Regions from separate parts of the Hordeum vulgare genome. Here region 1 is linked to region 2. A link is a contact called in public Hi-C data. All regions are on one chromosome and are shown on one strand. The core of a region is the stretch at or near the end of the contact, and the rest is flanking DNA. Distances in the headings are between cores, read along the strand shown.

Region 1 (6,533 bases), core at 2,679-5,178, 360 kb before region 2:
AAAGAAAAAGATGCATACATATAATCTGATAGCTAAGAAACAACTAAAAGCTCAAGCATCATGGTAACAATTTTTCTACCAAGCCAAGAATAAGTTCTGACAAACCTGCCTTGAATGCATGGCTATTTTCACTGTCAACTACAAGGAAAAGTGGGTATCTTGTGAATGGTATCAGATCTTCTGGATAAAGATTGTTTGGACCTGGAAAAATGGTAATCCGGTCGAGATGTGAGAAAATGCAGGCTATCCATCCTCATAAAAGTAAGATATTATTTCACAATCTAGTCGCCCACCAAACTAACAAACCATAAATAGTGGACTTAATTGATAAGTAACATTGCGACATACGCATATAATTCCATCAGTTATATGAGAAAGTGGAGCATACCACCATTTCCACGAGGACCAAGCCATACATGATCATCTGAACCGCTATGCGAATTTGGCTTATCGATTGAGAAAGCAGAAGCAGGCCTTGAGCGTGATGAGGAGCTAGATCCATACTTTTGATATGCATTCTGATCAGCAAAGCCTGGAAGGATAAATGTTGGAAGTTAGAAGGGAAACCTAATCAACACAAAAGGGTGCAACATAAATTGCAATGCCAAATACAAAAGGAACCTGATGCTGATATATAAATGAGCAGAATGCTATCTTGAGAGAGCTCCTCACAGATTGTGGCAAGAACCTGCAATTACCATTCATGAACTGGATTTTAAGACCGAGGAATCTGGTGGCACAAATAGAGGAGAGAGAACAATGTGGATTGACATTATATGGGTCTCTGAAGTCTGAAGATCTAGTAACATACTGCCCACATAAATTATTAGCAACTTATTATTACCAATTTGTAGGATGGTCTGAACGTGCAATTTGCCAATTTGGCAGTGCCTGTGCTCAAAATTTGATGTTCAGTTCTGCTAACCATAACATCACTATGCCTATTTACAAGGAGATGTTTTCTAAAGACAATATTATTGGTGGGCGTGCTATGGAGCAATTATTGGCAGTAAATGTGCCTTTTTCGAATGCATGCACTCAAAACTCAGATATTCAATTCAACTTCATCCTACTCTTGTAAAAGGGAGAAGAGGTATACACTCCTATGCACACTGGCAAATCCGGTGAACTTTAAACACAGAATTCTTTTAAATATATCTCCATGTATTATTTGGGTTGCAGCAAACAACCATGTTGGTAAGCAGAACCGCAACATCACAGAGCTGAAAATCTTATAATGACTACTCAGCCAACATAGTGAGCATACTATAAAATGCAAGTACCCGAGCATTGAAAAGGTGCAAAGGCAGCCTAAGAAAGTATGACCACATCAAGCTCTTAGCGAGGCTGGCCTGCCAACCATGTTGCAGCAAGAATGCAGGAAATCCTCCGGTTCCACTTAACTATTTTTAAACGATTCTACCTAACTGATCCTCAGTTTAATAGAATTTATCGTAACTTTATTTCATGCGTACTAAAGACCCAAAGTGGTCGGACCCTTCCCCGGACCCTGCGCAAGCGGGAGCTACATGCACCGGGCTGCCCTTTTTTAGTCATATCAATAATACGATACTATATCACTTCTATTGTTGAGTCACCCACTGATGCATGATATTTGTGGACAATAGAAACAAGTCTACACAGCATTATTTCACTAACCAAATCACAAACATCGACCATATTATCAGCATCCAGTCTATCAACTGGTCAGCATGCAGCATTGTTTAATGCTGTTTTCAAGACAGGAATTTCCCACGAAAATTATACATGGTTATGCAAAACTTCAACTTTAAAGGGGGCGAAGCAATTTTGAGAAGGGGCCTACCGCTATAAGATGAGAAACTGTAGGGTGATATATGATTGCTCTTTGAGGATTTGAAGGAAGATTTCCATCAGAGATCTCTGTAGAAAGGTGAATATCGATCAGACCAGAGGGTCCGCTCTGATCACTCATAGTGCCATTTTCTGTAAGTTCTTTAACAGCTATCTGATAAGACCCTGTGGGCTCCCATTCTAAAGACTGTAGCATTCTGAAAGTGTCCAAAGTTAGCTCTGTGAACTTGACCTGCAGTACATACAACGACATTATGTGAGGGAGCTGATCAGCATAGTACCAAAACAAGTGATAACTAGAGGAACAGAAGCATTATTTATGAAGGGGTAATATTAGTAACCTCATTTCGGCGGTAACTTGTCAATACAGCTTCCTTCAGTTTCAGTACTCTTTTCGAATGGAATCTTGCTATTGATGCAAGGTTTGATGCATAAGAATCAAACAAGTTGTCATATCTAAGTGATCTAGATCCCTTGTATGCTCCATCAGCTTTCAAGAATCTCTCAAGCTCTTGAAGCACTTGTTTCCATTCCTTGAAGTTGGTTTTCTAAGAAGAGGTCACGTTATAAGGAAGAACAAAATTATAAGCAAATCAGGCTTAAAATGTCCTAGTGTACTGAAATGAATAAAGAAGTAAGTGGTGAAACACACAAAAAAAGTACACCACGGTAAGTTGCACAATCCAAAGCTTTCATGTAGCATAGCAATAAAATATGCACTACTCGCTCCTTACGCATAGGTTCATTGATGTGTTACTTGGTTGTAATATGTACCCCTAATAGGTTCATTGATCATATCTTAAATTTCAGAGGGTGGTAAAATTCAACCATCATCCGCACACAATCCAAAAATTACAAATCCTAAGGGTAAGAACACATTGCTTGACAAGCTCAGATCACCACCGACTCAAACACCTATGAAAAGAAGAATCCGCTCGAACCCTCTCTTTCCATGATCAGCAATTCTCCAAAACACTCAAATCTACTACTCCTACATGAATACAGAGGGATACTTATGCTCTTTCTTCTGTAACTAAACAGCAGAGGAGTGTGGAGCAACAAAAAAAGAGGAGCAGGATAAGTGACACACAACCAAAGAGGATTGACGTAATTACTCAAACTGAATTGTACAAAAATAAACAGTCGTTTGAATAGCAAAAAAATCTGGCAAAACAAGTGTTGAACACCAAGTTGTTATGAATAAGGAACATAGTACATTCGTTCAATAATGAAGATGGCAATCCTGTCCTGCTTCCCAAAGTAACTGGGGCTTCCCCCGCAAAAAAAAGAGTAGTAATAACCCCCAAAGAGAAGACCTAAACGCGTCATTTAACTGGGGCTCCCCCAATCCAAAGCACACGCAGGAGAAAAGCTTCTTACGGGATACGCCGACTTGGATTCCTGGACGAGCGAGCGGAGGCGGGCAACGAGGTGGTCGACCGCCTCGGCCCGCCGCATGAGCATGGCGACGACGAGGAAGCGGGCGATGAAGCGCAGCTCCTTGTAGCGGATCAGGAGGCCCTGGTGCTTGGCGCCGCCCCCGGCGGCCGCGGAGGCGTTGGCGTTGGCGGGGGCGGGGGCGGCGAAGTAGCCGCGGCTGTAGATTGCCTCGTAGAAGACGTATGCGCCGACGAGCGAGCGCGGCTCGGCGGTGCGGAGGTAGCGCGCGTAGTAGAGCTGGCCGATCCGCGAGGCGACCTCGCCGATCTCCCAGCGGCGGAGGCCCGCGGCGACGAGGTCCCGGCGGCGGTCCTGCTGCAGACGCCAGAGGCGCGTGTAGGCCTTGAAGGCCTTCCGGCTGTGGTGGTCCCCGCCGCCGTAGAGCGGCAGGTCGCGCGCGCGCGCGAACTTGCGGTCCGCCGCCTCCACCAGCGCCTTGAACTCCCTGTACGCGCCGGAGGGCTCGCCGTCGGCCATCGCCGGCGGCCTGGGCGCGGGAGGCGATGGCTCGCTCGGCCCCTCCCTGTCTGTCTGTCTGTCCGTCCCTCCCTCTCTCCCCGCTGTCCTTTGGATTCGGGCGGCGAACGGGCGGAGGACGCGGTGAGATGGCGACGGTGCGGAGAGAGGGGAAAGAGAGTGATAAAAGGGGCAGTTCGTTCGAGAAGAGGTAAAAAACAGTGGAGTAGTGCACGGGGGTGGCGGTGAGCTGTTATTTTTTACTGCGCGGAAACGCTGTCATCTGGGGCGCTAATTGGGCTCTGATGGGTCAATCATCCGAGCTCTTTGTTTATCTGTCACTCTACAGTACAAGTGTACGACTGTAGGCCCATTTTCATCGAGCAAGTGAAGTCAGTGCGTGGAATCCATGTCACCACCGATGGGAAAGTACCGGCGGTTGACCGGAGTGAAAGCCAAAAGGATACGCACTGACAGGCAGAAAATGCAGCAGATTTGGACCGGAGAATTGACCCTGCGACTCGTTCTGTCAGACATATGTTTAGTCTGTTCGCGTCGATTCGGTATGGATCTCCATCCGAGGGCTAGCGACAAGGATGATCCATGGCAGGGCGTGGAATTCAGTTGTGAACCCACCGATGATGCCTCCTCGCTCGGTCTCGGGTGGACTGTGAGTCTGCGACTCGCTCAACGTACGCGCTAGTTTGACGTTGGTAGTTTCATAATTTTATGATTTTATCAAGATTTCTGCACTACTTACTATTCCCTTGCATTGCATTGCAGTGCAGTGCTGGTGGAGGTGGCTGGGCAGGTATTTCTTGTTTCTTCTTTATTTATGTCTCGTCAGAGTTTGGTGAAGGAAGGCTCCTCTTCATTTGCCCTTTAACTCGCAGTCAGCGGCGGATATTCAGAGTTTCCTCTAACCACCACAGCTGCATCGCATTTGCTACTAATATAATAACATTCCGCAATTAACAAAGGGAGAGAATCGGAGGATATACACCTGCCCTGCTGCCTCCTGACTAATCCAGTACACTTTATTAAGAAAATCCAAAGGAGCCTAGCTAAACTTTTGAGTAAACCCTCTGTAATAATCGACTAAAGTACGTAGTAGGAATCATCAGCCCGGGCGAGAATTCTCTGGGCAGTAAAAAGAACGGAGCGGGCATCCTCCCTCTGCCTCTTTGGTCGGTGGGTGCAGCCTTGCAGGTGGCTGGCTGCCCGTGCAATCATTCGGCACCCAGCCCAGCCGCGCCCAAATCTTTGGCTCGCTCGCTTGGAACAGGCTGGCGTGGCGCCGCGGTGCTGGACGCCGGGGTCATTAACAAATCGGTTTAGGCTGGGAATCTCTGAGAGGGCTTTAAAAGGCTGCTGCGACGTGGAGATCTGGCCAGAATTAGCTTAGCTGACCGGCGGCTGCTTTACGGCAACGATTCCCTCAACTCCCGGTTAACTTTACTTGCCTGGGTTTTCTGGTCCCGTGCGCCGCGACCGGTAATTAGTCTAGAAGTATCATCCATATGATACGTCCTGTTTGAATCCTAGGTTTAGAGTTAGAGTGGGTTAAATTTGAATCGAATCATCTAACCCTCAAAGATCCAAACAGATGGGTTAGAATTGGTTAGATGCATCTAACCCATCCAAAAACTCCAAGCCATTCAAGAGGTGCTTTTTTGGGTTAGAGTAGGTGGGGTCCAGAAAAAGAGAGAGGTCCAAAATAGCCAAATGATTGAGAAAGAGCATTTATTATCCATCTAACCCTCCCATCCAAACACCTTTAGAGTTAGAGTTAGTTCAGATTAGTTCAAGGGTTAGAATCTAACTCTAACTCTAACCAGGTTAGAGTATCCAAACAGGGCCTTAATATCATATCCGTAATGTATAGTATCATATGTTTATATTATAAAATATTCCATCCGTTTCTAAATATAAGTCTTTCTAAAGGTTCAACTAATGAACTACATACAGATGTATATAGACATACTCACTGGCGGAGCCAGGAATTTTGTTTAGCCTGGGCAAACTTGAGCCTCCCTATCTGATCTCAGAGCATCTCCAACAGACGCGCGAAAAGGGCACGCGCGCGGTAAACCGTCATTTTAGCGCAAGCGGGACGGAATGGCGCGCTCCAGCGGCGGCAGGAAAACAGCGCGCGCGGTAAGCGGTTGCGCGCGCGCGCGAAAAGGCGGCAGCTCGCGCGCCTATAAAACCGCAGCTCTGCCGCTCCCTCGCGCCGCCACCGCTCCACTCTCTCTCCCTCTACCTCTCGCGCCGCCGCCGTTCCAGCGCGCCGCCACCGCTGCAGCGCCCCCACTCCCGACGCGCCATCATGCCGCCGCGCCGTCGTTCTGCGTCGGGTTACCGCGCCGTCCACGAGTGCCCCAACGGCGGGTTCTACGCCGAGATACGCTCCGGCGATCTCCGGCTTAGCCTTGGCACGTACGACACGACGCACGAGGCCGCCCGCGCGTTCGACGCGGCGGCGTGGCGCCTAGGCAGGCCGCGCCGCCAAATGAACTTCCAGGACATCTACACGCTCCAGCAGGCGTTAGACGTCGCTCCGCCGCCTCGTGTAAACTCCGCACAAGACCGTGCGGAGCACACTGCGGGTCATGGCGGAGTGGCACCGGCGCAACCCGAAGGACGTCGCCTACGAGCAAGATTATTGGGCAAGGCACCGCGAGGAGGACACGCGCCGGCGCCGCGAGGAGCGGTTGGACCGGCGTCGACGGAAGGCATTGGCGAGTGCGCAGGCCGACATCGTCAATGCAGGCGGGAGCTCCTTCTTCACTGAAGAAGACGAG
Region 2 (6,370 bases), core at 876-3,375:
ACTAAAAGACACAAGCCGCATGACAATACTTAAGGTCAATATTATGGGGCACTTTATTACTAACATAGAAACTTACCCGAACACCCATAATGACACTGCAAGAATCATTGTACCAATCATAACCCACTCATTCTTAGTCACCGGGCCCATGCGCTTCAGCTTTTCTGCAGCTAATGCTGGGGCTTCAGGTGTGTCTTTTATTTCAGGGGGAAAGATTTTATATAGCAAGTATGGTGTTGCTAGCAGGGACACTATAGCTGGCAAACTAGCAGCCTGGAACCATGACACCCAGGGATTTGCAACTATGATACCAAGCTCCTCTGCTAGCTTCAAGCATAACAGATTTTGTGCTGCAGCAGTCAGGAAGAGAGCACTTGAGTTACTACCTGCCTGCCAAGAAACAAAAAAGCATAATGGTTATGTTGTAAGAAATGCTGTAAGAAATTAGGTTAAAATGGATGGCTTGGGTCTTGCAGTTGATCAGGTTGTTTCGTACCACCCAGTCGCTTACCTTAGTAAACCCCAAAGTCCGATATGAACCAAGCTTAGGTTTCATATTTTAACCATGTTACCTGTTGTGTTTTAACTGTTTGTCACTTGTTATTTCCAGATAGATTAATATTTTCTTCAGTTCAACCTTGCCAATTTACTGAATAATGTTGTGAGGAATCAGGACTCAGCTGAACAATGCACTACTGTAGTTTCACCATAGAACCCTCCAACCGATAGGAATAGGATACCCCCTTTAGAAAAGCTGTCAAGAGATCACGAAACTGAAATGCACAAAATAACAGACTGACATGCTAGAGCTCCAAAATTAGTTTTAGCACTGGATGGTGTACACTAAATAACTTCTGACCAAGCAAGCATCGATTTGGCACATACGGGATTACAGGTTCTTGCACTAATTCCGCCTAGGAAAATCATACTAACACCCACATGTCCTAATAGTAACAAAGAAATGGTGCACCACCTTCAACCTGTGCAGAGCACAGCTCCACAAGAGTTTAAAACGATGGAGGTAACACGATCGGCAGTTGAGCTGTGAACCCTTTCTGAAACAAATATAGCCGGGGGAATGCACACTTCAAGAGTTCAGGTATAGTGACAATTAGCAACTGTGACTCTGGCGCATTCATTTATTAGAATCCTACTGTGACAGGCTTGTAAGATCTATCTATTCCATGGCCAAGTTACCAGCAGCAAGTTCATCAAACGAACGTTGAATAATGAAAATCAATTTACATCACTTACCTGGAACTGGGTCATCACAAGATAGGAGCCGAGCTTCCGCGACGACTGGTCGTTAGGCTTGCTGCCCGCGGAGAGCGCGAGCGACTTGATGATAGGCAGGAAGACGCCCCCGGCCCTGGCGGTGGTGCTGGGCATGGCCGGCGCGATGCAGGCCTCGCTGACGGTGAGCCCGTAGGAGAGCCCCAGCGTGCTGCCCCCGAGCCACTTGATGAAGTAGGTGGCGATGCGGTCGCCGAGGCCGGTCTTGACGAAGCCTCGCGCGAAGAAGAAGGAGATGACGATGAGCCAGATGACCTCGTTGGTGAAGGCGGAGAAGGCGGCCTCGAAGGGGAGCGTCTGCGTGGCCACGGCGGTGGTGAGGCCGACGAAAGCCCAGGCGCCCACGGGCAGCGGGCCGAGCACGAGCCCCGCGATGGTGGAGAGGAAGATGGAGAGCAGCTGCCACGCCTGCAGGGTCACCTCGGCGGGCCGCGGCGCGAGGAAGCGCACGGCGAGGCCGGCCGCGAGGGAGACGACGAGCGGGACGAGCTTGGCGCCGGCGGGGGCAGCGCCGGCCTCCACGTCGGGCTCGGGGTCGGATTCGGGGACAGGCGATTGCGAGGCGAGGAGACGCCGGGCGTGGCGGCGAGGGGTGGGGGAGAGCAGGCGATGCTGCGAAGACAGGGGGCGGGAGGCGAGTGTGAGGGGAAGGGGAGCGGGGAGGTGGAGCTGGCGCCGGCGGAGATGGTTCGGGGCGCGGATGGGCAGAGGCGGGCGGTGCGAGACGGCGATCCGGAGGCGCTCCATCGGCGCCGGCGGCGGGCGGAACGGTCCAGGAGCAAAGGCGGGCGGCGGTTTCAGAATCCCGTCCACGGAGATCGGCCCTGTAATGGCTGCGGTTTGAAATAAGCATTTTTAGCATAGATACTAACGGCGGAATCTGGGATACCCAACGCCTCGCGGGCTTCGCCCACTGACATGTGAGGCCCCGTGCCTCGCGGCCGCAGACGGACCCACCCGGCAGCGTCCGAAGGAGGGGTACGGCGCCTTGTTTACTGATGATACTACTACCTGGGATCGGCGTGGGGACGAGTCGCGATCGCCGGAATCTGCAGCCTCGCCACCGGTGGTGGATCCCGCGAGGCACCGCGTTTCGACGGGAAGCGGCGGCCAGCAGGGTGCCGACACGTTGCTTTAGTTGATACTCCGTAGTTGATACTGACTGCCAGAAGCGTCTGCCGTCCGATGAGAATCGAACAATCCAGATGACCGGCCAGGTCATTTTCCTGAAGATCGCACACATTTCCCACGCGACATTTTCCATGCCATGAAACCAATTGCGTCGCGGGACCACCTGTAATAAACACCAAACATTGCAAGCAATTCCAAAAAAAAAGGCAATATTCAAGCCAACAAAGAGTGTGAGGAGGACCAGAGTTTGGACAGAAAGAGTGTGACGGCTGGAGAAGCCGCCACATTCAGTGAAACAAAATGAGCTGCGTCGCGGCAGCAGTTTTCATGAGTATAATATATAGTGATGCTGTTACAACTTTCCGTAAACTGTTCTTGCAGCAAAACAATCAATGGCAGATGCTATAACACCTTGGAGGCTACCAAAACCTATGAGCAGCTAGTTTCAGCATACGGTTGGAAAAATCTCTATGCTGAAGCAATGAGAGCCAGGCCTACGCCATCTATGACCCAGAAAAACCTCGTGAAAACGCGTCATGTTAAGTACGAAGGATCACTTCCACGCGGCAATCCTTCCTATCGTCAACCGGTACCGTGGTATCTGTAATGAATGCCCCCGAGCGTTCCGCGTCAGGGGCACTTGGTCGGCGGGCAAAACTCCGCTATGTCGACGCCAGCAGCCTCCATTGCGTCATGCTGACAGTTGGTCGGGGTGCAGCACTCCGATATGTCAATGCCGGCAACCTCCATTGCATTGTGAACCCACTTTGGCACGTCGCCCTTCGGGAACTGTCATCATCGTGATTTTAGCGTTTACGGGTAACTCAAACTATTAAGAAACATAATAACAAAACAGGTATGGTGTTGGCTTTGTAGATGATTGGGTAGCAGATGGTACAAGGAGGTAGTTTGTTGCTCAGCTATTTTTGGTTCAAGCAATATATGATAGAATAGAGATTGGAGGACAAGACAAACCTGCACCCTCAAGAATCCTCGCACGAACCTGCAACATGTCAGCGGAATTTCGTTATTTACCAACACACTATTTCACTGACAAATCAGGCAGATTTATGTCGAATGAGACAACATACTCTGGAAATCGCCCTTCAAGAATCGACATGTGGAGATCTCTACTTAACTGAAACAGAAATGAGAGTGATCAAACAATAGCTGACGGTGCTCAAAATGAACTAATCGGAAAAAAATATTGACAGGGTACCCGCATCATAAACGATAAATTGTGATATGACAGCAGTTGAGAGCCCATAGGATCTTTCGTGACAAGACAATGCAAGTATGCACGTGTATAGTTTTTGCAGACCTGAACAATAAGAACACCATGTTAGTATTTTATACAGAACTCCAAAGATTGTAATTATATCAATCGGTTTACCACTTTGTTCCTAGTGGTGCTGAAGCCATACCATACATGGACAGGAAGGATCAATGGGCCGTTCATCAGTTGCCATTGCGTTTTGTTTTAACTTCAGAACACCCTAAGGAGATACAGGAAAACAAAGGTCACATAAATCATCAATGAGAATTAAAGTTAAAGGGGTAGATAAAGTAGATTCGCACCAAGACTACCTCAAACATAGGCTTAAAGCCTAAACCTGCTATAAAAATGTGCCTGCTTCTACAACAAGCATAGTTAATTTAGATAATATACCCAACAAGCATAAATGCCAGGGTCCCCGTTGCACCACCATCAAATGATTTATCAACAAGTCCAGCTTATGGGGTTTCTAGAAGAAACAATGTCCCCTCCCACTCACTCACACGGACACACCTCTCATGTGATTCCGTTGCAGTAATGGTGAGCTAGGAAAGTACAGAGATTGTGATCTCAGGGTTCAGATTGGACTATGGTTGCATATGTTACTGTTTTTACCAATATCAGGCCAATGGAAGATAAGTTCTTTGAAAGCCAAGGATCAGTAGGAAGTTTCAAGCAAAAGACTGAGATATACTTATCAGTGCTAAAATAAAATGCTTCACACAGTTCCTCTAGCTTGAATTGCATATGATTGTCAGGGAAAGAACTTTCCTACCTCAGGCACAAGTGCGCTCCCAAAGCGAGCAGTGCGTGTTGGATAGACGCAGTCATACATATCTGCACCCAAAGCACTGCATACTACAATATCAAGGGGATAACCAACACCCTGCATATCAGAAGAACAGCAATGTCAACCAAACAAGTTCTGCGTGTTGCGTGGTTGAAAGCTTAACATGAGCACTTTGAGAAGATTAGAACTTACCATAACATATCGTGGTTTATCTTCAGGCAATCCAGCGGTGCACTGGGCAACAACGCGCCAAAACGAATCTTTATCTTCACCACCTGCAAGACCACCAATGGCATATCTAGCAACAAGAAATTCAAAAATTCAGCCACTAAACTGTTGAATTAATAGCAGGGAGTCATGGAAAATGCATAAAAAACATATAAAGAAAGATGAAGCTTTCAAGTATGTGGCAGATATTGGAGGTCATGGAAAAACCAAAAAGATCTTTTGGCTGCAAATAAGAAAATTATGCATGGAATGTATGGGTGAAATATTTAGTCTGACATACCCTGGAAGGTTCCGCTCAACCAAGCCTCTCACGCAAATATCTCTGGAATTAAAAGAGTTGCATAGTAACTTATCAAACTGTATTGATTGTATGAATGCGTACCTTTCATGCATGTACTACAAGAAGTAACATAAACTAACCTCAGAACTGGATCTAATCCTCCTTGCACGATCCCAAATAAGTTTTGGACATCGGGCTTCTTGTGAGCTACAATATTGGAAGAAGGAAAATACCAGACTTTAGTTAACCACATGCTTATCGGAGTTTTAAATGGTCTTCAATACATCTTAAATCCATAAAATAAGTAGAGGCAGTGAGTGAAAAGATCCTAAGCTTTAACTTGAAGATGGGAAATAGTTGATTACTAAACCTAGATGAGTACTCCTATATAATTTGGCCAAGAGGCAAGACTAATAACCATACCAGCTATGCACCTATCAATCCAACGAAGGGTACGATACATAGCTTCCTCTATCCTCGGGCCGGTAATTGTTGTCTTAACAACATCATCAAGAGCCATGATTATATCAGCTCCAATGTTGTTCTGCATTCATGTCCCGGAAATATAAAGGATGGGCACACAAGTGTTAAGATATAAAATCAGCATTTTGTGATAGCAGAAGTCTAGTTCACAATGACTCAACGAGTTCAAAGTTCATTAAGGAAAGGACATACCTGAATATGGATTGATTCCTCAGGCGTCAAGAGCATGGGTTTCCCATCAACAGGTGACTGTAGATTGGACACAGAAGAATAATAAAATTAGAGAATGTGCAAAACAGAAAGCAGTTCTCTGCAGCAGTAAAGTTTATCCAGGGAAACAGAGAAACAGATAAAAATGCATTATGAAATGCTGGGGAAATTCATTTCCACAAATGAAGCCACAGAAACTTTCTGCTTCTAGCATCAACATAAAAATTAACATAGTAGACAGATTAGAAATGGAGAAGTTAACTGTCGGCTAGTCGCTGGGAGAAGGGTGGCAAGCGAACCACTTTTGATGGTAGTTTTAAATCTGAGACGAGATCAAAAGATGGCAGTTTAGAAACGAAAATTGCCTTCTCTAACAGAAACTGCCATGTCACTCTGAAGAAACTACCATCCCCTCAAACTAAAAATGGCACCAAAATCGTTCGCAAATGCCACCCCCTCCTGGCAACCGTTCGCCAGCTAAGGGGGTTCTTAGAAAAAGGATCGCATTGGACATTGTAGATCATGTCAAAATGCGGCGACATGACACTTGATTTATTTATTATCTTCCCGCAAAAAAAGATTTATTCATTATTCAATATCTGCTAATGAAAAATAATATCAGTTAATTGTACATCAGTCTCACAGGACCACTTGTCATATTGGAAATTACAGTTTGCAC

What was found. A called contact is a pair of places that touch in the nucleus more often than the background predicts.
Region 1: a contact with region 2 is called in a Hi-C map of leaf, with 2.9 times the contacts expected there. The contact joins the promoter of LOC123398995 here to the promoter of LOC123398984 in region 2. A contact is called at or near these places in 3 of 6 Hi-C or Micro-C datasets (leaf and seedling) and 1 of 1 datasets of contacts at active chromatin or transcription factors (embryo).

The regions. Positions count from the first base shown.
Region 1 is chr5H:468,968,393-468,974,925 of MorexV3_pseudomolecules_assembly, reverse strand. LOC123398995 (protein SCAI) reads right to left here and starts at 3,928. Exons shown (of 9, transcript XM_045093431.1): 1 at 3,214-3,928; 2 at 2,175-2,381; 3 at 1,826-2,065; 4 at 622-688; 5 at 389-532; 6 at 110-201. The coding sequence starts at 3,750.
Region 2 is chr5H:468,609,136-468,615,505 of MorexV3_pseudomolecules_assembly, reverse strand. LOC123398984 (dicarboxylate transporter 2.1, chloroplastic-like) reads right to left here and starts at 2,125. Exons shown (of 4, transcript XM_045093424.1): 1 at 1,255-2,125; 2 at 77-390. The coding sequence starts at 2,040. It overlaps LOC123398985 (queuine tRNA-ribosyltransferase catalytic subunit 1-like), which reads right to left. Exons shown (of 16, transcript XM_045093425.1): 6 at 5,674-5,730; 7 at 5,422-5,542; 8 at 5,139-5,205; 9 at 4,999-5,040; 10 at 4,683-4,788; 11 at 4,476-4,586; 12 at 3,849-3,920; 13 at 3,644-3,745; 14 at 3,516-3,562; 15 at 3,400-3,427; 16 at 2,716-3,213. The coding sequence ends at 3,055.